Regions from separate parts of the Xenopus tropicalis genome. Here region 1 is linked to region 2. A link is a contact called in public Hi-C data. All regions are on one chromosome and are shown on one strand. The core of a region is the stretch at or near the end of the contact, and the rest is flanking DNA. Distances in the headings are between cores, read along the strand shown.

Evidence for each region. A called contact is a pair of places that touch in the nucleus more often than the background predicts.
Region 1: a Hi-C map of tailbud embryo shows a contact between it and region 2, with 2.2 times the contacts expected there. The contact joins two enhancer-like sites. A contact is called at or near these places in 3 of 5 Hi-C or Micro-C datasets (gastrula embryo, neurula embryo and tailbud embryo).

What each region holds. Positions count from the first base shown.
Region 1 is chr8:103,297,694-103,301,227 of UCB_Xtro_10.0, forward strand. No RefSeq gene overlaps it. Among named protein-coding and RNA genes, the nearest start is that of dact1, 25 kb to the right of the region's middle. Within about 2 kb of position 1,783, at least 2 of the 11 cell types and tissues checked have an H3K27ac peak or open chromatin away from gene starts, as enhancers often do. A contact at or near this core is called in gastrula embryo and neurula embryo, where this site is marked.
Region 2 is chr8:103,238,858-103,242,187 of UCB_Xtro_10.0, forward strand. No RefSeq gene overlaps it. Among named protein-coding and RNA genes, the nearest start is that of dact1, 84 kb to the right of the region's middle. Within about 2 kb of position 1,729, at least 3 of the 11 cell types and tissues checked have an H3K27ac peak or open chromatin away from gene starts, as enhancers often do. A contact at or near this core is called in gastrula embryo and neurula embryo, where this site is marked.

The DNA.
Region 1 (3,534 bases), core at 533-3,032, 59 kb after region 2:
CGGTGCGTGTATGGTATGTCGGCGAGTCGACCGATATCGCAGGAAGCTGCTGATATCGGCCGACTCGCCGATCGGACCAGTTTGAAAATTTTGATCGGGCGCCATAGAAGGCGCCTGACCAAAATCTCCCTTCAGCGCTGAATCGGCAGAAGGAGCTAGAAATCCTATTGTTTCTACCTCCTTACCTGCCGATTCAGCCCTGAATGGTGTGTGGCGGATCTGACGATGTTTCATACGACCATCGCCACATGTATGGCCAGCTTTAGTCTGCCAAAAAAACATTAAATAAACATAATAGAATTGTTTTGCGTCTGAAAGATTAATTATAGCTTAGTTGGGATTAAGTACAAGGCACTGTTTTATTATTACAGAGAAAAAGGAAATCATTTTTAAAAATTAGAATTGTTTTCTTAAATGGAGTCTATGGGAGATGGCCTTTGGAGGTTTCTGCATAACAGGTTTCCTGATAATGGTTCCCATACCTGTACCTACAGTGCGAGAAGCTGACACTGAAAATGAATATAGAATTTGGCCTGCAAATGCTTGTGTCTGATTTCCTCTCCTTCCGTGCAATGACAGGAAGGTATTCGAAAAGCTGGCCTTAAGGTGGCCATACACGCACCGATATTATCGTACGAAACCTCGTTTCGTACGATAATCGGTGCGTGTATGGCATGTCAGCGAGCCGACCGATATCGCAGGAAGCTGCTGATATCGGTCGACTCGCCGATCGGCCAGGTTAGAAAATTTTGATCGGGCGCCATAGAAGGCGCCTGACCAAAATTCTCCCTTCAGAGCTGAATCGGCAGAAGGAGGTAGAAATCCTATTGTTTCTACCTCCTTACCTGCCGATTCAGCCCTGAATGGTGTGTGGCGGATCTGACGATGTTTCGTGCGACCGACGGTCGTACGAAACATCGTGAGATCGCCACGTGTATGGCCAGCTTTAGTCTTAACCCCCTTCCTAGAGCGGCTTTCTATAAGAAGATAAGCTGACCAGGTCACCCTTTTAGCTGTAGAGAAGTAAAGGTGGCCATACACGCACCGATATTATCGTACGAAACCTCGTAGGAGGTAGAAATCCTATTGTTTCTACCTCCTTACCTGCCGATTCAGCCCTGAATGGTGTGTGGCGGATCTGACGATGTTTCGTGCGACCGATGGTCGTACGAAACATCGTCGGATCGCCACGTGTATGGCCAGCTTAAGACCTTTTGCATACATACTCTTAGCACACCCAAAGCTTTACATACGGAAATGACACCCAGTTTACTCTAAGGGCTCTGGCACACGGAGAGATTAGTCGCCTGCGATAAATCTCCCTGTTCGCGGGCGACTAATCTCCCCGAATTGCCATCCCACCGGCGAAAATGTAAGTATCCGGTGGGATGGCACACGCTGCGCAGGCGGAATGGCAATTCGGGGAGATTAGTCCCCGCAAACAGGGAGATTTGTTGCGGGCGACTAATCTCTTCGTGTGCCAGAGCCCTAAAAACTGCAACTTTGTAATTATTCGGTTAATTTTAGCCAGACTGTTTTTTTTTTTAAATGCACGGCTTTAAAAATGTGCCTGTGAGTCGGTTACTTTGCCTTTGTCCTCTTGAGTTTACATTTCTGAAATGTCCTTCAGATGCAACTGTATCTAGAGTGGATAATAAATCATTCAGTCTGTTTGGAGATACAATTGTTTGTAAAGTACCAGATAACGAAGGAGATGGTATATATTTCTTTGAAGTAGGTGTGTGCTACATGATTAGCAAGCAGCCTGACAGTAAACATTAGTCATCAACTCAACTGAGGGGAGAAGATAACTTTGGCTGCCATTTGCCTTAGGCTAGTGCCACACAGGGCAGATTCTTGGCCTGCGGATAAATACAGGCTGAGAATCCAACTCTATGCTGAATAGACTGAAGGATCTAAAAGTTGTCCTGTACCCAGAAGCGTTGCTTCAGCCTGGTTGCAGGCACATACAACTTATATTAGCCAGAAACTGCTTGAATATGCAGTTTCAGCCTGAAATACACTGCATGTGCCTGCACCCAGGCTGAAGCAATGCTTATGGGTACAGGACAACTTTTAGATATTGAAAGTGTAGGGGCATATTCTCAGTCTGCGCTTAACCGCAGGCCGAAAAACTGCCTCTGGCTGAGTGGCCATACAGGTCCATGGCCTATTTCCTTTGTTTCATTTCTTTGGTCCAATACCCAAAGAGTACTGAAAATGAAGTGTTTTGTCATCTGCAAGAAATTGCTGGTGACAAAATTGAAAAAAAAAGCTCTACTAAAGTGGCACACAGTTAAGTCAGTAAAACACATAATTGAGCGAAAATGGCCATATTCGCATTTTATGATTATGTTGTTTAACTCAGGGGTCCCCAACCACCGGTCCGGGGACCAGTGCCGGGCCGTGGGCTGTGCTGAACCGGGCCACCTCTGCTCCCAATTACCTGTGATCCCAACTCCCTGATGCATTACACAGCCATGACAATAGCTATGCGAAGCCCAGGAAGATTTCTACTGATTACGACAAGGACCAAAGTACTTTATTAAGCTGTATGTAATAATAATATTAATAGTAAAGTGCATAATATAAAATGTAACTAGCACTAGTTGCACCGCACACCCCATCCCCGGTCCTTGGAAAAACTGTCTTGCTTGAAACCGGTTCGTGGTGCAAAAATGGTTGGGAACCACTGGTTTAACTGACATACTCAAAGTGATATCAATGCACCACAATGAAATGGCAATTTTGGGTATATCTGTTTTCACATGGGGGGGGCAACCCGCGTGCCATTACACTAACTACAGAATATCAATGTAATGGTAGAATATGTCAGTTCTTAAATTGTGCAAAGACCTCTGTGGGCTAAAAGTAGAAAATCAAAACACTTACCTGTTCCTCTTAGTTCCTAAAAAGCAGCACATGTTTACACAATGAATATCAGGCTATTAAACTAAACGCTCCCTCCCATGGTTAGTTAAGGGCTGTGGAACACAGGGAGATTAGTCACGTCGAAACAAATCTCCCTTGTTGCGGGCGACTAATCTCCCTGCAATGCTGTCCTACCAGCTAGAATGTAAATCACCGGTGGGATGGCATGGGCGACACCGTGACTTGCCGAAGTCAGCGAAGTCTCCTCACAAGGCAACTTTGGCGACTTCAGGCAAATCGCGGCACCGCGTATGCCATCCCACCGGCGATTTACATTCTAGCTGGTGAGATGGCATTTCGGGGAGATTAGTCGCCCGCAACAAGGAAGATTTGTTGCACGGCAACTAATCTCCCCATGTGTCACAGCCCTAAGACCAGCTGTTGGACATCATCATCAAAAAGCTTGCCAAACCAGGGCATCTTTTCTGATATGAACACCTAACGTAGGCAATATCAGGCTGATCTGATTATTTGGCCCTATGGCCAAACAATCTGGTTACATTTATTTGGTATTTTGTTTTGTTGGTGTTTTTTTGTTATCTGAAATGATTCTTTAGGGCTCTGGCACACGGGGACTGCCATCCCACTGGCAAAAATGTAAAT
Region 2 (3,330 bases), core at 479-2,978:
CTGTATGTAACTAGAGAAATGATCAGTTGAAGAGGCTGGTTATTGAATACTCCAACTATAGCTTTAGCTTGTATTTGCTGACATACTGTACTGTATAGCTGTGCCAACATAGGCATTGCCATATACTAACCAAAACCGTGCAGGTTCATTTTTGTCTAATGTGACTTTTCAATTATATATTGTTTTTTTTTTTAAAAATAAGATATCATAGGTAAAAAGTCTGCATATAAATTGTTAATATAAGTAGTGATGCTAAAACAAGAATATTTCTTTAAGAATAAATGAGTAGAATGACTCTACAGCTCAAATTCTTGGGTTTGGTTAAGAGCCCTAAAAAGAATAAAGCTTGGACACACGCTGAGCACCAGGTGCAGCACTGAAAGAGACAAATTTTTCTTTGATTCTTTTTAAAATGTATTTTTATACTTTTCCATAAATGTTCCCAATAGGAGGCACGTTTGAACAGATTCTTAAAATACTATACAGCGCTCTGCCAAATGCTGGAAACAGAAAGGAATATCTAGACCAAATGCTACATACTTTTGCTATCAGAACAGCTCAAACTGCCAGCAGTCTGTTTCATATTTAACCACCGCTTGCTTTCTACATATGGTTGCAACCAATTAGCAAATTGAGAATTACCCACAGCATTCACTGGATATTTTCCTTCCTTTCTGCATATTGAAAACAATAGGCTGTGCTTTTTGGGAAGACAAGGGAAAATGGAATGTCACAGTTTACGTACATGTATAGTATTTATATATTTGGCATGATGGTGATGGAAGTGGTGGTGAAGGGTGGCTATGAGTATGAGCTTGCCAGGTAACATTGCCTTAGGCAGCAAGCAACACTACTTGGACTGACTCTGGCCTTTTGATTCCATTTTTATTCTAAAACCCTTGTTTGTTCAATAATCATAAGACCCTATTTATTATATAATAATGTAAATGCTATGTAAGTTTAATATATAAATGGTGATCACTAATAGTGATTTTTTCCTAAAAACAGAAGACACCAGATTTATCTAATATCGCCTCCTTGAAAGGAACAAACCTTTGTTTGTTAAATTATGTTCAGACCCCTGTGTGTTAGAAATGAATGTAAAGTGCTATGTAACTTTACTATATATATGATAATGGTGATGTTCACCAAAGTGTATTGTGATCATGTGACCCTGCCTATTCAAACTTAAGATGGCCATACATGTTAAGATTTGCTTGTTTGGCGAGGCCACCAAATGAGCGGATTGGAGGACTGCATCAATGAGCCAAAGCAGTCCCACCTTTACTTGCACATAGGGTGTTCCATGCCTCTGTTTACTTTACTTATACTAAGGATTAAAAGATACTATTGCATTTCTGTTTTAACTCACTATTGCCTATTTGTTTCAACTAAGGATAATTTAAACACATTTGCTAGATTCTTGTGGATAGTAATTCTGCCTAAAAACAGAAGACGCCAGATTTATCTGATATCACATCCTTGAAAGGAACAAATGCTTTGCCATTTCTTTTGGAGTGTTACTGTGTCTAAGGGCCTGTTTATTTTAAGGGGACTTGTCTGTGTAACAAGGATTGTCAGAGTTAGCTGTGATAAGCCTTTGAGTTTAAACTACAGAGCAGAGAGCTGTAATTAAAGCTTTCTCTGTTTTTCCAGGTGACCTGCATGAAGGCAAATCCAAAGTTTCACACTCTGGGCTTAAGTCTAAAAACAAAACCATTGTTAATGATTTCAAAAGCCCCAAGCAGCCCCTCTAACCTCAATGCTTCAGTGTGTCTCTGCTCTCCCCCCACCCTCTAGAGTAGGCATTGGAAGTGGTGTGTTCTCTGCAGCTGTATAAGCTTGTAGGGGACAAAATACTGAGAAAAGGGACAGACAAGGGAGAGACAAGTAGAAAAGCTAGGTCCCAGAATGTCTGATAGACTGAAAAGAAAAAAGTATATCAAGCAATTTAGGAAGATGCTTCAATAACCAAGGAAGACAATGATGGTGGAATGCATTATAATCTTAAGTGGGAAAAGTGAATGCTGCTTTAGTGCAAGTACTCAGATATTGCCAGAGAAGAAAGGAAAGAGTAGTATCTCTGTCCCCAGAAGAATGGGTTTGGGATACAGACTTTTCAGCAGCTGGGAAGCCTGATCTTCAGAAAGGTTGCAGATATTTGCTAACAATTAAGGTCCCCATACATGGGCAGATCCTACGGGTGGGCGATATTGGGAGAATCCAGGGTAATTCGATCGTTTGGCCCTGGGGCCAAACGATCGAATTATAATGAAGGGCATAGGCAAAGTTGATCCGCGGACCGCATCAATGAGCTGATGCGGTCCCCGATATGACTAGATTTTCTAACCTGCCCGATCGATATCTGGCTGATTTCAGGCCAGATATCGGTCGGGCAGGCCCGTCGGGAGTGCCCATACACGGCCCGATTAGCTGCTGAATCAGTCTAAGGGACCGATATCGGCAGTTAGAATCGGCTCCTGTATGGGGACCTTTAGATACAATGGGAGCAGATGAGACATTTGATGTTCACTGTGGACTTCAGCTAGAGGGGTTTTCCACCCAGCCAGATTAATATCTGTCTGAGCCTCAGTCAGACATTTATTAGAGAGGGTGTTATTTTGGGTATTGGCCCATATTTAGGCACCTTAAGGATCTTTGGACCTTTCAGAAGGAACACAAAAGGAGTAACTGAAAGCTTGCAACATAACTAAATGCCTCCACTTATCATGAACTCTTTACAACTATTTATTTTACCAAAGGGGTACTTTCTTGCATTGGAAGGTATTTGAAGGCAATACATAAATAATTTTGTCAATGTTTACTGAAATAAAAAAGCAGGGAATGTTTGCTTTAAAGCCAGTGATTGATGGGACAGTCAGACAAGATGGTTAAAATAATAAAAGTAGTAAGTTCAGCTACAATATTTTACTAATAGCGCCTCACCAAACTCTGTCGACCCCAGTCCCCACCAAAGTTACAGCTAAGTTTTAAATGAGGTCGTTTTAATCCCTCTTATGAATATTGTGGGAGATATCGTGCAGAACAAGAAGATCCATTTGGGACACAGACATATGTCCATTCACCATGGAAAACTATGTACAAAAACATCAAACTAAAGGTCACAACCAGGGTTGCCACCTTTTAAAATAAGACTTACTGGGCACAACCAGGTGTTAGGGAGTGGATCAATTACATTAGCAAGCAGAATGATGATGTATGTAGGCAGACCCTTAACATAAGTGGGTTTGTTGCTAACAGATTCTCCATCGAACAGCAGAGAAAAGTAATGAAGTGGATCAGTGATTAAATGGTTGGACCAGGGGCAGA